2 separate regions of the Mus musculus genome follow, and region 1 is linked to region 2. A link is a contact called in public Hi-C data. All regions are on one chromosome and are shown on one strand. Each heading gives the region's core, a stretch centred on a gene start, on an enhancer-like site or on the middle of the called end of the contact. The rest is flanking DNA. Distances are from core to core; before and after follow the strand shown. Region 1 overlaps Nxpe3 (neurexophilin and PC-esterase domain family, member 3). Region 2 has its middle 88 kb from the start of Nfkbiz.

The links. A called contact is a pair of places that touch in the nucleus more often than the background predicts.
Region 1: a Hi-C map of group 2 innate lymphoid cells shows a contact between it and region 2, with 6 times the contacts expected there. The contact joins two enhancer-like sites. A contact is called at or near these places in 6 of 39 promoter capture datasets (the 3T3-L1 cell line, the C10 cell line, embryonic stem cells and 2 more), 2 of 15 datasets of contacts at CTCF or cohesin (CD8 T cells and large pre-B cells), 23 of 484 Hi-C or Micro-C datasets (3T3-L1-derived adipocytes, B cells, CD4 T cells and 16 more), 9 of 115 datasets of contacts at active chromatin or transcription factors (the 230-238 cell line, CD8 T cells, bone marrow-derived dendritic cells and 5 more) and 4 of 9 other capture datasets (adipose tissue, liver, macrophages and 1 more).

Annotation. Positions count from the first base shown.
Region 1 is chr16:55,845,385-55,850,269 of GRCm38.p6, forward strand. Nxpe3 (neurexophilin and PC-esterase domain family, member 3) reads right to left here. Exons shown (of 6, transcript NM_001134457.1): 5 at 4,228-4,434. Among named protein-coding and RNA genes, the nearest start is that of Nfkbiz, 26 kb to the left of the region's middle. Within about 2 kb of position 2,482, at least 4 of the 459 cell types and tissues checked have an H3K27ac peak or open chromatin away from gene starts, as enhancers often do. A contact at or near this core is called in group 2 innate lymphoid cells and regulatory T cells, where this site is marked.
Region 2 is chr16:55,731,735-55,736,599 of GRCm38.p6, forward strand. No RefSeq gene overlaps it. Among named protein-coding and RNA genes, the nearest start is that of Nfkbiz, 88 kb to the right of the region's middle. Within about 2 kb of position 2,232, at least 75 of the 459 cell types and tissues checked have an H3K27ac peak or open chromatin away from gene starts, as enhancers often do. A contact at or near this core is called in group 2 innate lymphoid cells and regulatory T cells, where this site is marked.

The DNA.
Region 1 (4,885 bases), core at 1,232-3,731, 110 kb after region 2:
CTGGAAGATATCATCCTTAGTGAGGTAACCCAATCACAAAAGAAGTCATTAGATATGCACTCATTGATAAGTAGATATTAGCCCAGAAACATAGAACACCCAAGATACAATTTGCAAAACACAAGAAAATCAGGAAGAGGGAAGACCAACGGGTGGATACTTCATTCCTCCTTAGAATAGGGAACAAAACACCCATGAAAGGAGTTACAGAGACAAAGTTTAGAGCTAAGACGAAAGGATGGACTATCCAGAGAATACCCCACCCGGGGATACATCCCATAATCAGCCACCAAACCCAGACACTATTGCATATGCCAGCAAGATTTTGCTGAAGGGACCCTGGTATAGTTGTCTCATATGAGGCTATGCCAGTGCCTGGCAAATACAGAAGTGGATGCCTACAGTTATCTATAAGATGGAACACAGGGCCCCCAATGGAGAAGCTAGAGAAAGCACCCAAGGAGCTGAAGGGGTCTGCAACCCTATAGGTGGAACAACAATATGAACTAACCAGTACCCCCAGAGCTCATGTCTCTAGCTGCATATGTAGCAGAAGATGGCCTAGTCGGCCAACACAGGGAAGAGAGGCCCCTTGGTATTGCAAACTTTATATGCCCCGTACAGGGGAATGCCAGGGCCAAGAAGTGGGAGTGGGTGGGTAGGGGATCAGGGCGGTTGGGGGGGGGGGGGAGGAGGGTATAGGGGACTTTCGGGATAGCATTTGAAATGTACATAAAGAAAATATCTAATAAAAATAAATAAATAAATAAATAAATAAATAAATGAAAATGCTGCCATTTGCAATAACATGAATAGGCCCAGAAGGATGCCATGCTAAGTGAGATAAGCTCAGCATAGGAAGAAAAACACACCCCGGCGTCTCTTCTGTGTAGTAACTGTTAAGAGTTTAACACTCAAAGAGTAGAAACTCACCAAAAGCTAGGGACCTTGGGAAGCAAACAGGAGAAGTCAATCAAAGATACCTATGCTAATGAGGAAGGGCCAGGCTGTGAGACCTAGCACCCTGAGTTACACCTCGAGTCACAGCAGAGTGGCCATGGTTAATAATAACATACTTTAGACTCTCCCAAAGGCATCCCAAACGATGTCACTGCCCATAAATAAGTATATGAAGTTACAGATATGTAGTTAGCTTAATAAATCATTCTATCTACAGGTCCCAAGGTACCCTCTAAATACATGCACTTATTTATCAATTAAAACAAATTTTTAGCCCAAGAATGATAGCATATGTTTGTAATACCAGCACTTGGGAGGCTAAGGCAGGGGAATTACTGAGTTTAAAGCTTCCCAGGGCTACAGTGAGAGATCTCACCTCAAAATAGGTAAACAAATAATTTTTTTATTTTATTTTATTTTAATTTATTTATTTATTTTTTTGGTTTGTTCGAGACAGGGTTTCTCCGTGTAGCTCTGCCTGTCCTGGAACTCACTTTGTAGACCAGGCTGGCCTCGAACTCAGAAATCCGCCTGCCTCTGCCTCCCAAGTGCTGGGATTAAAGGCGTGCGCCACCACTGTCTGGCTAATTTTTTTTTTTTAGAAAGTAAAATAATCTAAATTATACTCCTGAATTTAAAAAAAAAAAAAAAGAAAAAGAAAAAAAGCAAATTCCTTGTTTTTCCAATAAGAAAAAAAAAAAAAAAAAGGTGGTTCTGTTTCTTATGACTATTAAGTTTACCCCATAGTGAAAACCTTATAAGAAAACTTGTCTAACATAAGAAATAACAAAGTTAAATGTGTGTGTGTGTGTGTGGGGGGGGGGGTGATGGCACATAGCCCGAGCCTTGCACCAGTAAGGCAGAGACAGATGTATCACTAGGATCATGAGGCCAGCCTGGTCTACACAGTGAATTCCAGGCTAGGCAGACAGTGATAGCATGTCTCAGATAAAAGAAAAAGAAAGCAAAGTGTGTGTTGGGGGCAGGAGGGGTCAGCAGCACAGATTAGAAATCTTTTCACTCCCTCCCCCTTAAGTTGTGTTTCATGGCCCAGTTCCTACAAAATCCACACACACCCGGGAAGCTGAGGCAGGAGGATTCCTCACAAGCAGAGGCAGGCTGATACATAAAGCAACCTGCAGGCTAGCAGGAGTACACAGCAAAGCTTGTCTCAAACTAATTGCATGCATAAAGACATTCAGACAGACAGACAGACAGACATACAGACAGACAGACATGCATACAAACACAGTAAATGTTGATACTGCAGTCCTGTTCGCACTTCCTTCCAAGTCTACTGTGCTCAATTCCCTTCCATGGGTGCCATAAATCAGCCAAGACTTACAGGCAATTCTGAAAAGGACACATCAGACTAGACTATTCCTCTATTCCCGTTAAGGGTTAAGGCGGGCTTCACTCTCTCCTCTCCGGCATGCCAAGCTTCTCCTCTAGACTCTTCCACTTGACTGACTCACTACTATGTTGCCTCCAGAGTTGAAGTGAATAAAAGTTCACACTATCGTTTACTTTTGATAAAGATCAGGCACCCACACAAGGCTTTATTTTATCAAATGAACATCTGTCTGTCAAGGGTCTTGTGGAAAATGAGCAAAACAATCCATGTGATCATTGCTATTAATGGAAATATCAAGCTACGTCATCAGAAATTATGAAGAGGCGACTGCAGAGGCCTGGAAGACCTGCGAGGTCAGCACCAAGGCTTTGCCAGCATCGCGCCACACACTGCTTCCTCCAACAGATTTGTAGTTTAGCCTTCACTAACTAGAACTCAATCATATCTGCTTCCATGAAAAAAGAAAAGCCAGAACTGACTTTCAACCTTTGGGGGTAAAAAAAATCAACTTCCTTTTCTTTTAAAAAAGTAAATTAAAGGGCTGGAGAGATGGCTCAGCCGTTAAGAGCACTGGCTGCTTGCTCTTCCAGAGGTCCTGAGTTCAATTCCCAGCAACTACATGGTGGCTCACAACCATCTGTAATGGGATCTGATGCCTTCTTCTGGTGTGTCTGAAGACAGCTACAGTGGACCCATAAATAAAATAAATAAATGTTTTTTAAAATGTTTAAAAAAAGTAAATTAGAAATGATGAAAAGAGCATCCTAAGCAACTCACACACAAAACAATGCGAGTTTATATTAGAATAAAATAAAGAAATAAATAACCTCTGTTTACAGGGCTGGAGGGATGGCTCAATGATAAAAGCAGTCACTGCTGTTCCAAAGATCCTGAGTTCAATTCCCAGCACCCACAAGGCAACTCATGATTGTCCGATGCCATTTTCTGGTGTGCAGACATACATGCCAAGTATTTGTATACATAAATAAATAAATCTTTTAAAAAATTAAAAATATTAAAAAAAAAAAAAGTCCCCACACAGGCTGAGGAGATGGCTCAGTCAATCAGTGCTTTCCATACAAGCACAGCGACCTGAGGCGAATCGGGAAGAAGCCGGAGGAGCCGGGGAGGCAGCGACAGCCAGGTCTCTCAGGCCAGTGAGAGGCTGTCTCGCAAAACGAGCTGGACAGAGCCTGAGAACAACACTCCAGGCTGACCTTGGCCTCCATACTCATTCCTTCACTCACGCCCACTTCCGCCCATACTCACATACACAAAAACACACAAATAGTTCCCACAACACCACCTGATCCTTAACAGGTAAGGACACACACTTAGGGAAAGAAGACCGTGCCTCCTGTGGCTGAGTGGTAGGACTCCAACCAGCACTGTCTTACTCTGGATCTGGAGGGTGGGTCTCAGAGTGAGGCTAAGAATGCTGGGCCTTGCCCACAGTCTCCAAACAGCAGCCATGTCTTTCTCAGTGAGAGGCCCCAGGGATGCCTTTGCTACAGATACACATTTGGCTGCTTCCTTCCAGTAAGCTCCTGTACAGACCTAGAATTGAGCCATACGGAACTGGGAAAGAGACAAGCGGCCGTGGCCGACAGTTTCTTGATCCAGAAGATTAGCGGTAAAGGACACCTGTGAGGTGGCACGGTGCCGCTCCGCTGTCTACTCTGACACAGAGAAGGAAGCACTGCGGAGTGCCTGCCTCGTCCAAGGTCAGAGAGAGTCAACGGTGTGAACCTCGTGACAACCTCCACCAAAGCAAGACTCTGCGGGCACCCTTTACTGAGAGATCGCCTCCTCACCTGACTCCTCTCGTCAGGCTCAAAAAATGAGTCTGTTCATTCCCAGTACGATTTCCCTCATACTGGGGACAGTCATGAAACCAGTAGCAGAGTACCCACCTGGAACAAATGCAGTGAGGTATTCAAACCACTGCCTGATTGTCGAGTCACCGAACAAATACACCATTTTTCCTTGCAAGCATTCCGTAATGTTGTCGGGGTCATTAAAGTGGCGCATCTTGAACCTCCTGGGCCTCCACTGGTTTTTGTAGAAATATCCGGAGGGAAAAATTCCTGAGCCTTGAGATACTTCTAAGTCATCAGTTTCTACAAAGAAAAAGGGGGGAGGGGGGAAGGGATCTATCATAAGATTCTGAAATTCATCTCCAAAAACAGATACAAAAATGTTTCCAAAAAAGAAAAAAGAGAGAGAGAGAGAGAGAGAGAGAGAGAGAGAGAACTATACCCACATATTTGCTAGCCTGGAAGCTTAAGAGACAGGACTTCCTGTTGTCATAGCTTGAAGAAATCCCAGGTTTTCCCCCCTACACACTAAAATGGGAAGATGAGAAGTGGATGGGGGGGGGGGGCGGTGGAGAGCACCGGGGGCAGCAAAGAACACTTCAGGCATTCCTGCTGTGTACGGGGGTGTTCAGTGAAGTTCAAAATAAAGAAAGGCAAAACCCAAGGAAACGCAAGCAAGCATCTACACAGTGTTATCTCAGAACGGAAGCAGTTTTTATCCCAATGCCTGAAAACCAAATGATAACTTAATCTC
Region 2 (4,865 bases), core at 982-3,481:
GCCTTTAAAAACATCTGTAGGTGTAGAGTATATGCATATATTTTAGCATATGAAAGGCTATTCAGCCTCTTAGAAGACAAGGTGAGAAGTTAGTGCTGAATTATAATTCAAACATTAAAAGTCTACAAGAGAAGTTTCATCTAAGTCAATAGGTTTTTGAGTCTTTAATGAAAAACCTGGAAGGCTATTAAGCTATAAACCTATTTTTAATTCTCAACTACGATTTTATTGATATATGATTACCATACTATAAACCCTTTTAAAAGTGTCCACACAATGCATATTTTCAATATAAAGGCACCATTACTCCTACTTAATTTCAGAACATTGTTAGTCACCCAAGTAATGAACCTCTTATTAGCACTGACAGCACAATCTTCAGTAAGCCAGGCACTAAGAACTGCAGGGCCTCCTTTTCCTATGGGATCACCTACTCTGAGTGCTTTAAACAAATGCAGTAATAGGATCTATGACTTTTTGTGCCTAGTTTCTTTCTGTGTTGGTTTTTTGCTCTATAACCTTAGACCACAGGCGCTAATAAGAGAGCTTATCTTAAAGCTATCAGCTTTCTTTTTCAGAAATGTCTTGCAATGCTCTGTAAAATGCTTAAAACTCGGGGCTGGGGAGATGGCTCAGCAGTTCGAAACGCCTCGTGTTCTTGCAGAGGACCTGACTTTAGTTTCTAGAACCTACATGGTGGCACACAAATGCATGTGACTCCAATTTGAAAGGATCTGATGGTCTCTTTCGACATCTGCAGGCTCATGCAGGTCTGCGGTGCACATACATACACTCAAGCACATACCCATTACCATAAAATAAAATGACATTTTGAACGCTTAAAACTCGTGAGCTCTGATGGGCTGTGATCTGACCTAGCCTATAGAATCTCCAGCCCATGAGCTGGAACGTTCTTCAAACTTGAAACTTCTCAGGATGACTACAGTCTACCCTAATTCCAAAATCACCTTTCAATGAAACACAAGAACAGCATAATCCCATGAACTCAAAGCTTTGTGTGCCTGCTCACTGGCCCCAGGGCAACCTTGAGTAATTTTTTTTTAACTTCTCCTTTTACTTGAAAATGTAAAATGACAGCAGTACCTTCTCCACAGAGATGCTATGAGGACTAAGAAAAATACTCACGAAGTACTTAAGCCTGGTACAGAGAAAACCTCCAATAAATTTCTGTCACTCCCACTTTAGAACTAGTATTTTGTTATTCCCTTAAGCACTGCTATTCATCACTGTGTTCAGATAACTAGGCGAAGAATTATGTTGAAGGTGATACTTGCTTGCTTCATGGAAAGAGCATCCAATAGAAAATACTAAATAGACACTTTTTAAGTTTAAAGTTGCATGCCTGTTTGGAAACAAGTCTATATTCCTTGTGTACTTGTCTTACCTACAATGCTGTACTGGGACCTTGTGTGAGCTCTTCCATGAGGAAGTTGGTCAACTGGAAGCTTCTTGGGAGAGATGGCTATAAAGGATTAAGGATAAGGCAGCTGGCATAAGAGGGAGACCCTCAGATCAGGATGCCAGCTGGACACTGGAGAAAGGACAGAAAAGGATCCGGAGTCTGGCTGAAGTTTAGCTCTAACTTCTGACCCAGGATTTCTGTGGATGAATAAGGAGTAGCCATTAAAGTGCATCCCTATCTAGAGGAAGCCACCTGGCTCTACTGCCCCTCCCGGTCACTACTTGGAGAAGCCCTGGTAAACAGTACCTGGCAGGCGAGTACAGGCTTTACAGCTGTGAAGCCTGCTTACAGTACGTTTTCAGGCAGGGCACCTTCATGGTCTCTACAGAACACTCTGCAGACAGTATTACTTATGCTTTGTAAGTTCGCAAGCCGAACAAATAGGTTTTAGCATCCAACAGGAACAAAATGACCCTTTTACTAAATTAAACCCATCACCACCTTCATTATCTGCTTCATTTCTCTTATACAAACACAGGATGAGGCAACCGCCAGAGGATTTGGCCTCAGAAATAAAGACAAGATGGCAGATAAAGTACATCTGATCAGACAGTGTAGAGAAACCTCCGGGAGCCTGGGCAGAAGGAGGGGTATTAATCAGGGACACACACACACACACACACACACACACACACACACATGCCCAAAGCAAGTGCTCACAGTGACAAGCAGGTCAGCACCGTACTCACTGGGGTTCGGATAACTGGATAACTCCAGTTGTCAGAGCTATGGGTGAGGCAAGAGGAAGAAATGAGTCACTGATCTGGAGCTAAAGTAAAGGTCTCTGAGCTAAGGACTACAAATGAAGGAAGACAAGCAAGGGCAGAGTCACTGTCTGGCTCATTTCAAAACATTGTCACGAAGAGCTGCACAATGTACTATTGACAAACACCTGCTCTGCAGAGAATTAACATTTCAGCACATTCAGAGATCCAGCGCACATTTCCAAGTGACTGCAGGGTAAAAAGAAATCCCTGTAATTGCACTCTATCTTGCCAGGAAGACAAACCCCAAAAAAGCAATTAAAGCATTAGATGGTACATTGCGGGTCATGCGATGTCAGAGGTGGATGAACCTGAACGTGCACGAGGCTTTGGAGTAGCAGCCACTATAACAAAGTCATTCCCAGTGACTGCCCTCGATCCTGCAAGGGAGACCAACCCCAAAAGCAATTAAAAATCATACACAGTTCTTGGTGGATCATGTGATGACGGAGGAGAGTTAACTTTCTAAGTCAAGTGATCTTGACTCATCGCCCTGTGAGAAAGGAAGGAAACATTGCTGAGAGAACGGATCGGAACGAAGGTCACAAATGGGGTCAGCTCCTGGGCCAACCAGGGAGAGTGTCGCCCTCTAAGCCGTAGAGCCTAAAAAATAAAAGTGAGGATAAAACCAACCAGACCTTCCAGAGCTCCCAGGGATTAAATCACCAACCAAAGAGGGCCCACGGCTCCAGCATATGTAGCAGAGGATGTCCTTATCGGACATCAAAGAGAGGGAAGGCCCTTGGTCCTAAGAAGGCCTGATGCCCCAGCGCAGGGAAATGCTAGAGCAGTGAGGCAGGAGTGGGTGGGTGGGTGGGTGGGGGAGCACCCTCATAGAAGTAGGGGGAGGGGGAGGGGATAGGGGGTTTCCGAAGGGGAAAACCCGGAAGGGGGGATAACATTTGAAATGTAAATAAATAAAATAACCATTTTGGGGGGAAAAGGGTGAGGATAAAAGATCTAGAAGGGGTTAGGAGCATGCACTGGACAAAAGAGGAAAAGAATAAGAGAGACAGACAGATAAAATGAGAAAAAGGAGTCGCCCAAAAGGGACTTCAGAATGTTGAAGCTGGAAGGACCTCAAAGATAATCAGCTTAATTTCACTGCAGCAGAAATCATGGCAGAGTAGCAGGAGAAATCATTTGTTAAGCACCCAGCATATACTGTGCTATGCATTTTTAAAGAATACTCTTATTTATTCCTACTTAGAACCGTTTATTTATCTATTTATTTGTTTGTTTGTTTATTTATTTATTTTAACTTATACTGACAAGGTTTCACTATGTTGCCTAGACTGCCTTCAAAGTTCAGAAATCTAAAATAAAAATGTTAGTATGGCCTCACTCCATTCTAATGTGCAAAAGCAGTGGTTCTCAACCTTCCTAACGCTGTGACCCTTTAATACAGTCCCTCATATTATGGTGACTCCCAACCATAAAACTATTTTCCAAAAATTATGAGGTTGCCACTTCATAACTGTAAATTTGCTACTGTTATGAATCATCATCTAAATGTCTGATATGCAGGATATCTGATATGTGACCCCAGGGAAACAGTCGGTCAACCCCTGAAGGAGTCGAGGCCCACGGTTGAGAATTGCTGGTTTAGATCAATGACTGTGTGATACTCTCTTTTGGCAGACCTGCAAGATATCATGGAAATATAACACAAATCAGCAATAGAACAGGAAGGGTGGGGACAGAAGAAAGGTCACAGGAAGGCCAGTGGTAAAAGAACAAGACCGATATTCTATAAGAAATAACTGGAGCAAAGGAAAGACTGAGGCAACCAAAACCCCACACGCCAAAAATAGTTACTTTAGTTCCATGATGACACTTTCTGTGCCTGCTGCTCTAATCGCTCCGCTTCCTGCTTCTAAGGGTCTCATAAGATTGCTGGCCATCTATGTCCCAGGAAAAATTAAAAAGTGACAAAACCTAAGAAGGAGCTGACATGGGGTCTTCTCTCACTGGAATGAAACCCACACAGCAGTTGGTGAATGTCATAAAGAACAATGAGTCATAGCTTCAACTAATCAAGTTGACTTCGCCCTGGCAAAGATGGATATGTAATCTCTAATCACTGGAACCGCTTACGAGATGTAAATATCAAACTAGGGAAATGGACTAATAGAAAAATCAAATCCATTTAAAACACACTCTGCAGAAACCCAGACCAGTCATGAGATGGAGCTCAGGGAGTCTTGTGGAAGAGTTGGGAAGGATTAAGGGGCCCGGAGGTGATAGGGACTCCACAGGAAGACCAACAGAGTCAACTAACCTGAACCCTTGGGGGCTGCCAGAGACTGAACCAACCAAAGAGCATACATGAGCTGGAACTAGCTCCCCCAAGGCATGTACATCACATGTGCAGCTTGGCCTTCATGCGGGTCCCCAACAACTGGAGCAGGGGCTGTTCCTGACTCTGTTGCCTGTCTAACACAGATTTCTTGTAGAATGTAGGTCTTCTTCTTTACCACTGGCGTTCCTGTGACCTTTCTTCTAACTGTGATCCTGTTCCCCTAACTGGGCAGCCTTGTCTGGCCTCAGTGGGTGAGGATAGACCTAGTCCTGCAGTGACTTGAGGTGCCAGGTTGGGTTGGTACCCCCAAGGAGGG